2 separate regions of the Mus musculus genome follow, and region 1 is linked to region 2. Evidence: chromatin contacts called from public Hi-C data. All regions are on one chromosome and are shown on one strand. The core of a region is the stretch at or near the end of the contact, and the rest is flanking DNA. Distances in the headings are between cores, read along the strand shown. Region 1 has its middle 28 kb from the start of Gm38477. Region 2 has its middle 160 kb from the start of Gm32461.

Region 1 (5,212 bases), core at 535-3,034, 430 kb before region 2:
GTGAAGCCTCTTGGATGACAGTTATTCTAGGCCCTATCTGTAAGTATAGCAGAATATCATTAATAGTCTTGGGGTGGGCTCATTCTCATAGCATGGGTCTCAAGCTATGCCTGTCATTAGTTGGTCCTTCCCTCAACTTCTGCTTCAACTTTTACCCCTGCATATCTTGTAGGCCCCGCAAATTGTGGGTCACAGGTTTTGTGGCTGGCTTGGTATTGCAATCCCTTCATTGGAAGTCTCTCACCTGGTTATAGGAGATGGCTGCTGGTTCAGGCTTCTTATCTCCCAGTGCTAGGAGTCTTAACTTTGGTCACTCTCATAGATTCCTGAGAGTTTCCTATTGTTGTAGGAATGACATGGAGGTAATTCAGAAGCTATTCAGAGTGAAGAGTATCTCACACTAATATGAATATGGATCTCTTTGTATAGCATGAGAAAAATCAAAGTAGTAGTTGTTTCTGAGGTGAGGTGGAGGGAGAAAAGCTAGAAGTGGCAACATATTGCCTCTGGGATGACAACATATTGCCTCTGGGATGACAAACGTATTATGTGTGCTTACTGGATGGTAGTTATGTGGGTGAATACATTTGCCAAAAATATTTGAACCATATACTTAAAAACTACTTATTTCTTTGGTATAAACTATATTTCAGTTAAATCAACAACAAAAATTCCTGATGTTTAATTTTATAGTTCATCTTTACTGGCCATTAGGTGCCAAGTAATTGAGTTAAACATTATTTTTGGTTATATTTCTGAGCGGCTATTGACAGATAATGGTACTTGGATGAACAGGTGTCACCTCAGTGTTCTAGCCACTGGTAAGTGGCCCATCTTCCAGTAAATAACGTGCCGTGCTCATAGAGACAACTTTTTAGCTTCAAGGGAGTCACACACTCACAAGACAAGCAAGTAGGGAAGAAGGATCTTGTTGGAAAGAAGGTTTCAGAGGGGGAGGAGTGTAGATGTGACTGTGTAACAGGGGCTGAGGAGGATTAAAATTCATTGTATTTATGAAACTGCTGAAGAGCAAAGGATGAACGAATTAAAATATCTGGGGTCTATCGCACACTCCTGTGCAAACAGAAAGCTGCAGGCCCATTTGTAGATGGGATCTGCATTTTGTTCATGTATTAAATGTGCTTCATCATTTGTATCTTAAGGTACCTTGACATAGTGTAGATTTTCAGTGAATGTTTATTATACACTGGCCCCATTTCGATCCTCTGATCCAAAACAGTGCCAGAACACATTCTTGAACATTTCTTTTTCTCTTAGAGGTTGAAAAAGTACATGCCCATGGGATTTGGTGTTGGATTCTCCTTGCTTTATCCTGTCAGAATTTAATCATCTTTATGGAGAAGAAAGGGGATCTCTTCTTTAGGACAGATGAAGCAAAAGGAAGTTTGCAATAGGCAACAACATTGTAAGTTTCTGCCCCGGGAGATGTGTTATTAAATATAAACTTAGTGGGCAGTATCATCCGAGAAACGAAAAGCAACATCCTGATTACCTTCTCTGCTTTCAGCCACCACATTCAAATGTACCATTTTTTGTGTGTGTTTATATAGCACAATGAAAGTTTGTTTATTTCACATTTATATAATGCTATTTTCAGTAATAGCTCACTGATTTTAATTTTTGTCATGCTTATTACAAATCTGGCACCAGTTACCACATTCATACATGCAATAGAGCAAAAAAAGATTCCCTTTTTAGTAATGTACTAGTTCTGTATACATCACTGTGACCAAAATACCCGACAGACTTAAAGGAGGAAAGGGGAATTTTGCCGTATGACTTCAGAAAGCTGCAATCCATCATAGATGGGAAGGTGAAGCAGAGGAGGAACCAGTACATGGCCTGGAAGATTACATAGACTCCGGAAAGAGTGCCAACAACTGGAGACCAAATGTTCCAAACATGAGATCCAGGAGGACGCTTACTTAGATCCAAATTGAAACAAGCTATTGAAGGTCTGAAACCTTTATGCTCTCCTCTTGTTTACCGTGTGCCTTCCCCATAGCCAACCTGATTCAAGATGAGCCAAACACGGTGTCCAGGGAAGGATTCTGTCTGTTTTCATTACCCCTGGCTTTTTCCTACTCAATATTCTTCATTTTCCCCTATTTTCACAGTGATGCAGAAGTAAGTTTTGTTCCCATGACAAAGTGCCCTAGGTTTCTTGAGTAATCAATCACCAATGGTATTTTGGATGCTTTTGACCTACTTTTCACTTCAGGGAAAAGTAAAAAAAAAATAATAATGGGTGATATGGAAGAATTACGTTGGAAATGTCATTGTCAAGCATCTCTTGTAAGTCATTTTAATTACTTAATGAAACCACCATAAACTAAGCTGACAAGGTCTCCTTTTACATGTTTTCTAAGCCACATGTGATCATCTTCTGCAGTCTAATTGGTCTAATTTCAGTTTTGAAATAATCCACTTCTCTTTTGGTTTATAGTCCCTTGCCTGGCTTTCTCAAAACCTTCCTAGCCCCTTTCCATGGAACCGAGGACTTAAGGGGTCACACTGACCCTGATTTAGTTAAATGTTCCAAGTACTCTGGCCCATGCAGCAGTGTCCTGTATAATTTGGTGGCTACGCATCATTAAAACATCACTGCCAAAGATTTATCTTGAAACCTTTTAAGGGGGAAACTGGATTTATTTTATGTAGTGAGTTTTTGTTCATATTAGAGAAAGCAAAATTTCACTTCATCCAGCCTAAAATTTTATTTTCCAATAGAAACAAACTCATTCATCTAAGTCATTATATATATATATATGTAACCAATTTGAGATATTGAGACCTGTAAGGAATGTCATTGATGTAAGCAGAGTGACTGAGTAAAATTAAATAATAATATAGAATTACAAATAATTTCTAATAAACATAACAGCATGAAATTTGCTTGGTGATAAGGAATATACTATATAAACTATAAAATTATAAAATATGGACTATATGAAGATGTTATCACTTTACCACTTATTTTGCCAGAATTCCAAAGGACACTTGAAACATAAACTATGTCTTTATCTTCAAGGTTATACCTATGAGAAAGTTTCGTTTATAAATTGACATGCATAAAATTAATGTTACTAACTAACAATAAAACAAAATGATTGATATATAATTGCTGGTGTCACTGCCCAACTTTCTGAGATATTACTAAATAACATAAAAGCATCTTGGCTGGAGAACTGGAGTATTGTGACGGGCATCTGATAGGTAGCATATGAAGCATGTATACCTTCACCAGTAGAGTATTCATGGCCAAGACATGTATGCATGGAACAGCACAGGATGCTGTCACACTTCTCCGAAAGCATAAAACCCAATGTCATGAATTAGTTATTGGTGAAAATTTCCACTTAGCGTTTTCAGCGGGTGGTTTATTTGTGATTGACTTAAGCTGCTAAAGGTAAAGTCGGATAAAGGAGAGCTGCTGTATGTAATTAATATGTATTTCATATGCTATACATGATAAACATATGTAAAGGAAACACAAGTTTGGTAGCACATGGCCTTAGAATAGAGCCTTCTGTGGTGAAATAGCAGAAAGTAAAAATTGACACATTTTTTATTGCTTCTCTCATACTTCATGTATCTCCCTATGGACATTAATATAATCGCTGAATTTAAAGAGACAGGAAAGCACACAAGAGCAGGCAAAAAAAAATGGTTAGTAATTCCATACCTTTCAACCTCAAGCAATTTTACAGAAGGAAATGAAAATCTAGTTTTCATTTCTAAAATAATGCTTATCAAAATGATCATTGTAATTATCTATTTTTAGTAGTTTCTAGCTGAGACTGCAGTATCCCAGCCAAAAGATCTGGATTTCAGATGACATCTAAATGTGTTAAGCCCGAAGCATAGGTGTGATGCAAGGACAATTCTCACTCTCTCATTAACACTCATTAGCACACTCTATCACATGCACAGGAATTCTGTGCCAACCTCATCTTCAGCCACTTGGACTGATCTTAGACTTAGATCATTTTTTTGCTGTTGTTTATTTCTTGAAGCAGGTAATAAAATTTAGCCTGTTCACGTTTCTTTTGGTAGTTCCTCTAGATCTCTTTGACCATTGACTTGAGTGAGCAAGATTGATGCCCTCTCCCAATCCTTGGTATTCTCTACCATATTAGAAACATATGTACTCCTCTTTTAAGCTTTTTCTTATAACAGTTCATGGTGTACAGAAAACCACTTCACACAGGAGGCATTCAGTTCTTATGATACTGGGAGTGTTACTTGCTGACAGTATGCAGTTGACTGTATTTATGGGAATTGCTCTTGCCAAAAGGAACAACAGTACTCAAGAAATTCACCAATATATTGGGGATGCCTAATACGCATAGCTGTAAATCCTATTGACAGTTTCAGGAAGGTTAAAATGTTTTTGCATTATTCCATCTTAAAAAACACATATTCTTGTATATTATCATCACCATTATTATTATTATTATTATTATTATTATTATGAACAGAACATTCCTGGAGCAACTGATCACAGAATGTTGCTGTAAGAACTCTAACATTTCACATTTGCATAGAAGTTGTTCTGTTTTGCTCTTCTTCTTCTTCTTCTTCTTCTTCTTCTTCTTCTTCTTCTTCTTCTTCTTCTTCTTCTTCTTCTTCTTCTTCTTCTTCTTCCTCTTCTTCCTCTTCTGGAAGGTCTGGGTTTTTGAATTTTCTCTTATTAGAAGTTTCTTACCGGTTGCAACTCACAGCAATGACCTAGGATGGTTCCAGAGAGACAATAGCCACACTTGATATGTTGTATAAAGGACCTAAACATTTACTCCTGCTTTCCTCTAACCCTCTACTTGTATTTGTTATAAGATTATGTCACACAACAAAAAAATTCTCCTAAACAAAATAACCCATTTTTTTAGATTTAGAAACAAAAGATACTGTGTTTATACACTAAGGTCAAGCTTACCTGGTCCACTGATGTTTTATTCCATTCAGACTGCTAGAATATATCAATGAGCTGGTGATAGCTCTCAGTTGTCTAGCAATTCATTATACCCTAGTTTTGATTTCCAGCACCCAATAAGATAACAAATACAAATAGATTAAGTTGGGAGTATACACTATATAAAAAGATTACATAGAAACATATAATCTTGCAACACAAGTGAAAACATACTTAGAGGCGATCATAGGACACAGGTGACATGAAAGAACAGGTGGA
Region 2 (5,106 bases), core at 601-3,100:
CCATGCATGGGAAACTCACCTCTTCAACAAAAGTCTTCTTTGAGCCTCTGCAGAGGGATTGCTTCTTTTACTCTTTATCCCAGAGGTGAATTTCATGTTTGCTGATACCATAATCTCTAGCAATAGACTTTGAAGTACTAAATAATTATTGTATATATGTTTCCCATTGCAAAGTTAACATGTTTCTAGTACTATCATAGTGTTGGTTTTTGTTTATAGTGAAAAAAACCCTGAATTTGAGAAACATAATGCATAATTTTGCTTATGTCACAGTAAAAAAGAATATTTAGGAATAACAGAACATTAAAAGATGGTGTTTAGGCATAGTGAGATGGTTCTTGCTGCCAAGACTGATAACTTGACTTTGATGCCAGGGGCTCACAGGGTGGGAAGAAGAGAGACCCAACTCAACAAGCTGTCCTCTGACCTCTTCGTGTGTGTTAAGGCATGTGCTCCACATACAATCACAAAGAAAATAAGGATAATAAATCACATGAACTTCCAAGCTCAGTTAGGGGACTGGAGAGATGGCTCAGAACTTATGAGCACTTAAACGCCTGCAGAGGACCCAGTTGGATTTGGTACCTAGCACCTATGCCAACTCTGACTCTAGAGGATCCAAGGTTCCCCTCTCCCCTCAAAGACTCCTGCAAACAGATAGTGTGTATATACATATATATATATATATATATATATATATATATATATATATATATATATATATATTCACTAGGTCACACATATTACATAAACAATGTTTTCAAAACTCTAGATAAAAACTCTGATGGAAAAATTCTAAAAAGTAGTGTTTATGATAATTTCCAGACTTCACAGAAAACACCTATGAGTGCTTTTCAGATTCTCTGCGGCATGTTGTGACGTATTTTCTCTGCTCTGGTTGTCACGTATTTTCTCTGTTGGCCTGCATCCATTTGTGAATACCCAGGGACAGTTTTTGATCTGAATACTTCTTTCTCTATTTCTAATTAGAATGACTCTTAATTTTACACATGCTAGGGTGGTTTTCATCACATGAAACTGAGGTAAATGACATTCTGTTTTATGGACGAAGGAACTAGAAGATGGTGTGATGGGCAGCCTCAGATCCCTCTGTAGGAACACAGGTTCAAGGGCAACAGCTTGTTTCCAGTCACTCATTCTCTGGGACCTTGTCTTTGACTGTTGGACTTCAGGTCCTTGCCTGCTTCTCCCAGCTCTGGTGTGCCAATCACTTGGACACAAGCATGTCATGTGCCACTTTGTATTGTCAGTCATGTAAGCTGACTCAAAGTTACTGGAAGCTCTTTCCAAATCTTATATCAGAGGATGAAAAACAAAGGGCATGCTTATGACTCAAAATCTAGAAATTGCTTGTTTATAACATTTTAGAAAGATCAAAACAGATGTACATAACACTTTTTTAAAAATCTAAAACAATAAAGCCAGTGATGTTATTGTGTGCATGCAGGTTATATAAAGCTTCTTTGTAGCCACAGAGGGTTTGTTGTGGCACAGAGTCGAAGAAACAGAACCAAAAGGATTTGTTCATTTTTGCATGTGATAATGATTACCAGAGTCACAGCCATCAGAAGTGAGTACTAACTACAGGCAAATAAAGTTTCACAAGCCCCAGTGAGCAGCGATTGCTTAACACAAAGACAGATTGCTGTGCTCTGACACATGGAGTGAGAAATATAAATGATCAAGAGTTCCCTCTTTCCAGACTTCAGAAGTGAGAGAGCTGTGTGTCACTCTTCCTTTTATGTTGAGACTGAGGACTCTCAACTAACATGGACTTTCTGGCACAAGATCATTTCCGTAAATATTCCAACTCCAACCACTAGATGTCATGCAGAGATCATAAAGTAAACCATCTTGGCTGCTTATTACATTAATCATGACCAGTTCTGTAACTTCAACATTTAAGGTAGTCTGGGGAAATGTCTGGTTGCTATTAAAGGTGCAGAACAGTAATGCTTTGTCTCATGTTATATTTGATGTTTGCAAACACTTTTGGCAAATATAAAAGACTCATCTTCAAGGTTACAAAAAGCTATTTCAAAAACATGAAAAATGCAGATTCTGGAGTTAAAACAATCTGAAAGTTTTCCAAATATAGAAATGTAGTATTATATGGTAAGAAACGGAATTCAAACAACTAGAATGAAGGTGTCCTAGAATTATTTTTAAAGATTTGGACCCAGGAAGCATTTGGATGAAAAATTGTGTTGGCCATGTGCTAAATGAGTAAATCTGGTATAACACTTAAGTTCTCTGAGTTAACTGTGAACAACTAAAATGGAGTGATTGTGAAAATTCAGTGAAGCACTGGACATAGGTCATTTGGAAGAGTTCTTGACATATTGTAGGTGTTCAGCCAATCATATTAATTGCTTCAATTATGCTTCCATCATGATGAAACTGCTGTATGACATAGTTATGGAAGTAGATTAGAAAACAGAATTTAGCAATGGAATGTGAACTTATAAACAAAATGAAATGTAAGGTTAGTCCTAAAAGATTGCTAGTTCTTCAGGAAGAAAGAAAATGAGACTCTAGACAAGGAGGATCTTTGAACATAACTTCAAAGGATAAAAAGGAAGTTTGACTCACTTGTTATGTGTTAGGAAGTGTTTGTTAAGCTGTGCTGCATACCAGATTCATCTAACCATATAGGGTATATTGCTTTTTAATATTACGTTGTAATTAGCTTACCAAGGGTCAGGTTTTCTTGTGGCTTTTTCTTGAGTCCAAAGTTTTGAAGCCATAGTTTACTATTGAAACTATAAGTTTATAAGTTTTGCATGGGGAAGCCCCAGAGAACCTCAGGACAATACCAGCAATGGCTACTGTTGTGGCTGATCACTGGAAACACATACTAACACCCTCTTGTTCTAGACATCACGTGCATTTGTCATAGGATATAGAGAACACAGGCTGGATCTGAGCTGGAAATTTCTTCCTCTTTGGCTAGCCCATCATAGTACCAAAGGATGCTATAAAGGCAGCTGGGGAAATTTCTATCTAAGCTAAAGAGCTTATAGTCTATAGTAGAAAAAACAAAACAAAACAAAACAAAACTGCTGTTGTTTTTGTGCTAAGTGGACATGATTTTCCCCTCCAAATATCATTCTAAATAATTATGTTTATTCCCAGAGATTAGTGCTGCCATCATCTTTGGATAAGGTGATGTATTTTCAGTGGGTAATGATTAGCAGCAAAGACCCATAACTGGCCAGAGTGCTGAAAATAAATGATGGTTAAAGGATTATTCATAACTGGGATGTCTATACCCACTCAGAGGCCCAATGAACATTGTGTAAGAGAGAAAGACTATACAGTAAAGACTATAAGAAGATGGATTTTATGCCATACTGGGTTTTATGCACAACAACTTTGTATTAACAAAACAATTTTGTGTGATCAAAATGTATTGCATACATTTGTGGAATTTACAATAAAATTGTAAACAAATAATATATTTTAATAAAATACAAGGAGAGAAGGCATGACTCTACTAACATTATGGTAGCGGATATAGTATTAAAACAACTATTAATGACCTATCATTATAATAGTAGATTAAGGCATTATTGAATCAACAATGGAGAAACTCCTAATTCTAGTAGAAGAAAATCAAGACAGAGACCCACAATGGTCAAAGTACAGAAGAAAAGAGAATTCAGAATGTCCATCTGTAAAGAGAACATATATCCATTACCTCTTCCAAAGGCTCAAGGCAACAGAGGATCTATTGGTAATTCTTAGTTGCTGGGAAAGGTTAGGCCAGTTTTCTCTATAAGTATAACCCACTGACAAATTGACCACTCTCCAATGGAAGACCGAACATCCAAGAATTTTCGGGTATCAAGTTGGCCTTGATGGTAAACAAGGAGGTGCCAAATAAGGTGGAAAGGGAGGGGGAATCATTTGGGGGAAAATAGTTATGATCACAACACATTGAATGAAGGAAGCTCTCGAAGTTTAACCAATGTGAAGTAAGGTCCCTGGTGGATTCCAAGCTCATCGATTGAAGGGGTGTTTTGCTGTATGGATGATATAAGTTCATAGAGTTCATTCTAAGAAAATTGGCATTTTTTTCTCCATGCAATAGTGATCTGGAAGGGCTACATCTTTAGAAACGTCATGTAGTTAGATACATATTTTTATCAAAGTTCCTTTGCTTTTCTTGTTCAGGTTGTATTTGAAAAGTTGATCATTCTTGAGGAGCTACTTAATTGATCACAATAATATGCTAGGGTATTGGGAAGAGGAATTGATCACAATAGCATGCTAGGGTATGGGAAGAGGAATCAGAAGTTGGCTTTGACACTGTGCTTTCTAGAAATATCAGAAGTTATACCTATGAAGACCAATATGTCTGTCTGAACATGAACTGATATATATGCTAGCAACACTAATAAGCATGCTAACATAAGGAGAGGGAAGCTCATAAGGCTTCACTCTACAAAAATAGACAACTAAACACGCTAAGTGAAGAAACACACACATACATACACACACACACATGCACTGCTCATAATTTTCTGGATAATGAAATCATAATTTCCCATCTTTATACAACCTTTGCTTACATCAAAAAAGGTTTTCTAAAGTCAAGTTACAAAGGGAAAGGTATTTTTTTCCAAACACAGCACTACTATACTTAAGTAATTGATTTTGGAATAATCAAGTTTGGTTCTACTTTTCTGAATATTGAATTTTTATGATTTAATAATTTTAAAACACCAATATAAGAAGTAACCTTGAGATTACAGTCTAGAAAACAAGTTGAACACATCAAGACTATTTAATAATTCATGAAGACATGGCATACTGCAGGTTGGCAGGTAGAAAGAAGCTTACTGTGTAGCATACAGGTTGGCACAAGGACTTGTTTGAAGTATGGAGTCTGGTAGAACACTAATATTTCCTCAGTTCAGGAGGGTGTTGAGCCCTCATTTGAAAGACACCTTACAAGTCCTAAACATATCTAATGTTTTTTATAACTTATTAAATTTACTACATTATTTTATAAACTTGTTTATAATTACCACATTGGTCATACATTTCATAGAATTATTTTTTATCAAATGCACATACTTG

The links. A called contact is a pair of places that touch in the nucleus more often than the background predicts.
Region 1: a Hi-C map of uterus shows a contact between it and region 2, with 5 times the contacts expected there. The contact joins two enhancer-like sites. A contact is called at or near these places in 3 of 484 Hi-C or Micro-C datasets (cumulus cells and uterus).

The regions. Positions count from the first base shown.
Region 1 is chr16:87,074,868-87,080,079 of GRCm38.p6, reverse strand. No RefSeq gene overlaps it. Among named protein-coding and RNA genes, the nearest start is that of Gm38477, 28 kb to the right of the region's middle. Within about 2 kb of position 1,784, at least 5 of the 459 cell types and tissues checked have an H3K27ac peak or open chromatin away from gene starts, as enhancers often do. A contact at or near this core is called in uterus, where this site is marked.
Region 2 is chr16:86,641,760-86,646,865 of GRCm38.p6, reverse strand. No RefSeq gene overlaps it. Among named protein-coding and RNA genes, the nearest start is that of Gm32461, 160 kb to the left of the region's middle. Within about 2 kb of position 1,850, at least 52 of the 459 cell types and tissues checked have an H3K27ac peak or open chromatin away from gene starts, as enhancers often do. A contact at or near this core is called in uterus, where this site is marked.